2 separate regions of the Rattus norvegicus genome follow, and region 1 is linked to region 2. A link is a contact called in public Hi-C data. All regions are on one chromosome and are shown on one strand. The core of a region is the stretch at or near the end of the contact, and the rest is flanking DNA. Distances in the headings are between cores, read along the strand shown. Region 1 overlaps Igfbp7 (insulin-like growth factor binding protein 7). Region 2 has its middle 18 kb from the start of Igfbp7.

What was found. Hi-C and Micro-C count contacts between places; a contact is called where the count stands out from the background.
Region 1: a contact with region 2 is called in a Hi-C map of psoas muscle, with 2.5 times the contacts expected there. The contact joins two enhancer-like sites. A contact is called at or near these places in 2 of 12 Hi-C or Micro-C datasets (frontal cortex and psoas muscle).

What each region holds. Positions count from the first base shown.
Region 1 is chr14:31,144,628-31,147,327 of GRCr8, forward strand. It overlaps Igfbp7 (insulin-like growth factor binding protein 7), which reads left to right. Exons shown (of 5, transcript NM_001013048.1): 2 at 271-380. Among named protein-coding and RNA genes, the nearest start is that of Trnac-gca38, 33 kb to the left of the region's middle. Within about 2 kb of position 1,299, at least 14 of the 93 cell types and tissues checked have an H3K27ac peak or open chromatin away from gene starts, as enhancers often do.
Region 2 is chr14:31,072,412-31,075,111 of GRCr8, forward strand. No RefSeq gene overlaps it. Among named protein-coding and RNA genes, the nearest start is that of Igfbp7, 18 kb to the right of the region's middle. Within about 2 kb of position 1,335, at least 18 of the 93 cell types and tissues checked have an H3K27ac peak or open chromatin away from gene starts, as enhancers often do.

The DNA.
Region 1 (2,700 bases), core at 49-2,548, 72 kb after region 2:
GTTGTTAGATTTCTGTGAGATAAACAGATTTTCCCTACTAATGGCGTTTGTTGTTGTGTTGGCTGGTTTGCTTAGTCCAGTTCTTGCCTTCCCTAAGAAGACTGTAATATCACGCTGGCGGCAGGAAGAGGCCTGTTTGTCTAGGCCTTTGAGATGCACTTCAGATAATCCACAGAGGAGAGGGCCTCACACACAAGGATTTGCATTGTCAGATCCTGACTGATGATGAGTTCCTAAAAGATGGACATAGCTTTCTGGCTTCTCTTGTAGGTCCTTCCATAGTGACGCCCCCCAAGGACATCTGGAACATCACTGGCGCCAAGGTGTACTTGAGCTGCGAAGTCATCGGAATCCCAACCCCTGTCCTCATCTGGAACAAGGTCAGTAATGCAGGCCTCAGGGGAGCAGCATGCAACCCAGAAAGCTTTTGGCATCGCCCAGGGCAGTGGGAATACACAGTGCAGTCTGCATCAAGGCCACCGCCCCACAGCGATGAAGCCCGTGGCAGCTGTACCATCTCTATGTTAGCAAGTTATCTTTCCCGACCTCCATCAGGCCAATCCTGATTTTGGTAGCAGTGTCCAAGCAGGGAGTCTGAGAAACTCCCAACGAATCATGGGAATATCTAAACCCGCTGTTTTCGTTGCTTTTGCCTTGCTGTGACCAAATACATACCTGACAGAAACATTCAAGGGAGGAAAGGTTCGTTTTTTGTTTTTTTTTTTTTTTGGCTTCCAGGTTGAGCAGGGAAGACATGGTGGTACTCATTCTGTGGCGGCAGGACTCTATACCAGAGGCTATGAAGTAAAGAAGCATCTTCAAACTCATACTAATAGAGGAAATTTAGTTTTAAGTAAAACAGCAAAACCAGACACTCCTTTTTAGCTAGTTTGCTTCCTCAGCAAACTCAAAAAATGGGCGATAGTGTCAATTATTTTGTGTGCTTGTTGTTTGGTCAGAGAGGGGACCTCTGGGACTCTGGGGACGGCGGGGCAGGGGTAAGGGGGAGGTCTCATTGTCAGAAGTCTCTGGAACAGATTTCAGTTCATATAGCTGAGGGGAAAAAAGAAAGAGAAGGCAGTTCCAGCCGCCGGGCACAAATGTGATCAGGACTGGACTTCTTGATCTCTGCTCTCCATCTGTCGGCCTCACTTTCTCCTTCAGAGAGCTTCCTCCGCAGAGGGCAGAATTACCGTCACAGTTTAAAGACCTCAGAAGCAGCCAGAGCTTTTCCCACTGCCTGGTTAGAAGCCTTAATCTAGATCAGGGCTCCTGGCAGCCTCTGGCGCCCCCGTGTGGCCAGAGGAATGCGGCCACTACGAAACTACCGGGCTTAAGCGTGGTTACCAGGAGACGCCTGGACCATGGTGTGGGCAGAGGTGACCTAGTTCTAGTACAGCAAGCCGATGACCCAGTTCTAGTACAGCTAGCTGTCCTTCACAGCTGAAACTTCCGTTAAATGGAATTATGGGACTCTTGCCTCTAAATTGTGCTTCGGAAAGAGATATGGAAGGGAAGTAAGGCATACCACTAATGTACCCTATGTGCTCATCTGGGCCTTCCCCCTAGCAGCTTATGTTCCCCAATGCGTATTTTGCGGCCAGTGGCTTGTGAGATGGGGGAGCATGGCCAATAGTTTTCAAGGAAAGCTGGCAAGCTTTGTTGCTTCTCAAGGGTCTCCACGGAATTTACGAATGAGAGGCCAGGGTGACTCGAGGACCCGAACTATATAGCCTCATTGCCAAGTATTGCAAAGAATAAGGTCTTCAGGCCTGGCTCTGTGGCACCCTGGCAAAATACACATAGATCCCAGGGGAAATGAGTTGGCCTTGGGAGGCTTTGAAGTTATATGGCTCTCCTTGGAATGCCAGACACCAGACAGAACTGGGAAGCTAGGGGGTTGGAAAGAGGGAACTAAGAGAAAAAGTTCACAACTGCCTCCGACTCCCACTCCAGGACATCCAAAGCCCTCTTCTGGCCCCTGAGGGTAGACCCAAATTCACAGATATTAATGTACATTAATGAGAATTAAAGTAAAATAACAGGGGTTGGGGATTTAGCTCAATGGTAGAGCGCTTGCCTAGCAAGCACAAGGCCCTGGGTTCGGTCCCCAGCTCCGAGAAAAAAAAAAAAAAACACAAATAAAGTAAAATAACAGGGGGCTGGAAAGATGGCTCAGTGGTTAAGAGCACTGGCTGCTCTTCCAGAGGTCCTGAGTTCAGTTCCCAGCAACCACATGGTGGCTCACAACCATCTGCAGTGGGAGCCGATGCCCTCTTCTGGTGTGTCTGAAGACAGCGACAGTACAGTCATATACATAAAATAAATATTTTTTTAAAAAAGGTAAAATAACGGTGCCAACAAGAAGTGGCACCCAAAGATGGATAGAGTTCTGCAGTTATTGGCACTTTTCTTCTGTATTCCTTATTTACAATAGCAAAGGTTCTGGAAGAATCTGTTGCACCCAAACTACACTTGAGCTAGGTGTCACGGCGAATGTTCTGGGGAGACTGAGACAGGGTGGTGAGTTTAAAGCCAACCCAACTGTATATCAAGAGATCTTGCAAAAAGATTAAAGTAAAAGAGCTAGAAACCTCTAATGGCTTCTTGGTCTCCCATTGATTCTCCCCCTGCTGACCATTTGTGACTAACAGGCTTGTGTTTGTGTTTGTTTCTTTGTTTCTTTGTTTGTTTGTAAGA
Region 2 (2,700 bases), core at 85-2,584:
GCCAGCCCGCTATCTATATAGGGGGTTCTTGAGCAGTCACAGCTACCTAGTAAGATGCTGTATTGATTACTTTCCTATCGCTGTGCTAAGACGCCATGACCAAGGCAAGTTACAGTAGGAAGAGTTCATTGAGGCTTATGTTCCAGAGGGATAGAGTCCGTGACAGAGAACAGAGGGAACAGATGTGTCAGACCTGGTGGCTACAACAGGAGCTGAGAGCTCGCATCTTGAACCACAAGCCCAGGACAGAGAGCAAACTCAAGATAGTATGAGTCTTTACATTCTCAAAAGCGCGTCTCCCATAACATACTTCCTCCAACGAGGCCACAGCTCCCAAGTCTCCTAGAACAGTACCGTCAACTGGGACATCAAGTATCTAACAAGATGTGTATGTTGGGGGTCGGGGGAGGCTGACCAGTATATACTGGATGGATTAAAAAGAATATCACTCACTCATCCCCTGCAGATGAAACAAGGCTGAGTCAGGTTTTTTAGATTATTCTTGATTTTTGTTGTTGTTTTGCGAAATACTGATTCTTGGCTCTAAGTCTCGCGGTTTCTGGTTTTCATTACTTGTTTTCTGTAACTGAGGTAAGACGCCGTCTTCAGTACTTCACAGCTTGAAGGTTAAAAGTAGTGCACTTAGGGCTAAGGTATGAAGGCACCAAGGAGGTTAAGAGGAGAGTTAGACAAATAGAAGCTTCCTGCTGAGCCCTGAGGGATAAGCAAGGAGGCTCTTGGGGGAGGAGACTGGTCCCTCCACTCTTTGGAAAAGGTTCCTTTCCTTCCCACAGATCCTGAGTAAACGTTTAAATCAACTCTTAAAATCACTTAAAATAACCTCTAAAGGAGAAAACAGCACAGCCAGTTTCCAGAGAAGCCCAGTCAGATTTCAACTTCACTCCCACCTTAAAGGCCTCCGGGGAAAGAAAGGGGGTTTGACAAAGGCCTCTCCCGGAGGCTGAGCTGGTGGGTAGATGGGAAAGTCTGTAAAATGGGATTTGGAGGGAAGGAAGAAAGGCAGACAGACAGGAAGGTTGGAAGGAAATTGGTCAGTCTGTCTGTCTGTATGTATGTATGAGCTGTTCCGGAAGGAGCACACAGCTTGTTAGGTACACATGCCTGTGAAAGGCAGGACAGGAGAGGAGAACAAGCCACCCCACTGTCAGCCAAACCCAGGCAAGGCACAAGAGGAGCCGAGCTTCCTATCTGAAGATGTCTACCATGTGGGAGTGGCTGGCATCCAGGATTCCAGGCCTGGCTGGGGTTCAGAAGCAAGACGATTCCCAGAATTGAACCCAACAGAAAAGGCCAGACTCCAAGAGTGAAGGAAACAAGAAACCCGCCTCTGGGGAATTCCAGAAATTAGAAAGAGCTCATGGGAACTCTGGAGGAGATCGGGTCTTCTAGAGCCTCAAAAGAGACACCGCTGGAGGGCAGGATTGCAAAGCTTCTCTTTAAAACAATTTTAACAAGCCTCTCATCCTTAGAAAATAACAGGATTTATATGGGTGTTGCCAGAATATTAAAAAAAAATGCAGAGCCAAATTTTTCTTTAAAAAAAATTCTAGTGCAGAACAAAGAACACAAAATAGATTTGCCAATTGGGGCATGTGTGCAAAGGCCAAAGTAGAGTCTGACATATTAAAGAAATGAAAAGACTTAGGTTTTATTAGGACAGAGAAAGCCATGTGTTGTTTTGAAAGGAATTTCTGTATTGGGCAGCCGAAGCTAGCAAGCTTCTGATTGCCCAGTGGCAGCAGTTACACGCGTGAGAACAAAGCCATGGCCATCGTCATGTTGCGATGTAAAGTTACAGCCAGCTGTTTCCCTGGCTTGAGCTGAAAAGAAATTCCCTGAAGCAGACAGCTGGGACCTAAGTGGTCTCTTGGCTCCATGTTAACAGACTGTGCCAGCAAAGGCTCCATTTCTGTGAGAGAGTTTTCATAGCAGAAACTCTCCATTGCCCAAGAATGTTTAAGAAGCCAAGAATAAGAATCTCAGTTGGTTCGGGGCAGATATACCTGGAAGGGGGTTGGTTTCGTTTGGTTTGCTTTGAATCGTTGTTTGGTTGGTTTTTAAACCAACAGGGTCTCTCCCTGTAGCACAATCCAGTCCAGTCTAGAACTCATTATGTAGATCGTGCTTGCTTCAGACTTGTGGCAATCCTCCTGCCTCAGCCTCCCAAGGGTTAAGAACACAAGCATCAGCCTCTCCACTCAACTGGAAATAGCATATACTCAGTTCTCAATGAGCCACTTCTGGCTACCACTATGGGTGTAGAATCACCCAAAATCTGTGACCGAAAGAATGTCAAAGGTTGGTGAGATGGCCTCTGAGAGACACGGGAATCTGGAAAACATCTGGATCTATCCCTCATTCTGATGAGTAACGAGATAGAAGATCCTTTCTCCTAGACAGGCATAACCGCCCCTAAAAAGACCTTCTTAACTCTCTGCCGATGGCCTCCTGGACACCTCCACAGGGTCTGTATCCCATTCTTAGAGCCAGGCAGGCCTCCACTGATAAAAACCAATTGTTTATTCTAGCTTGCCCATATAAAAGACACAGAAACCTGGTATTTGATTTCCAAGTTGTAAACCTCAACTGGGCAGAGTCTATGCTCTTCTCCTCTGAATCCAAACCGTATGACCCTTGCTACTTTCTGTTTTGAGTCTTGTCCAGGCTGGTTTAGCTCCA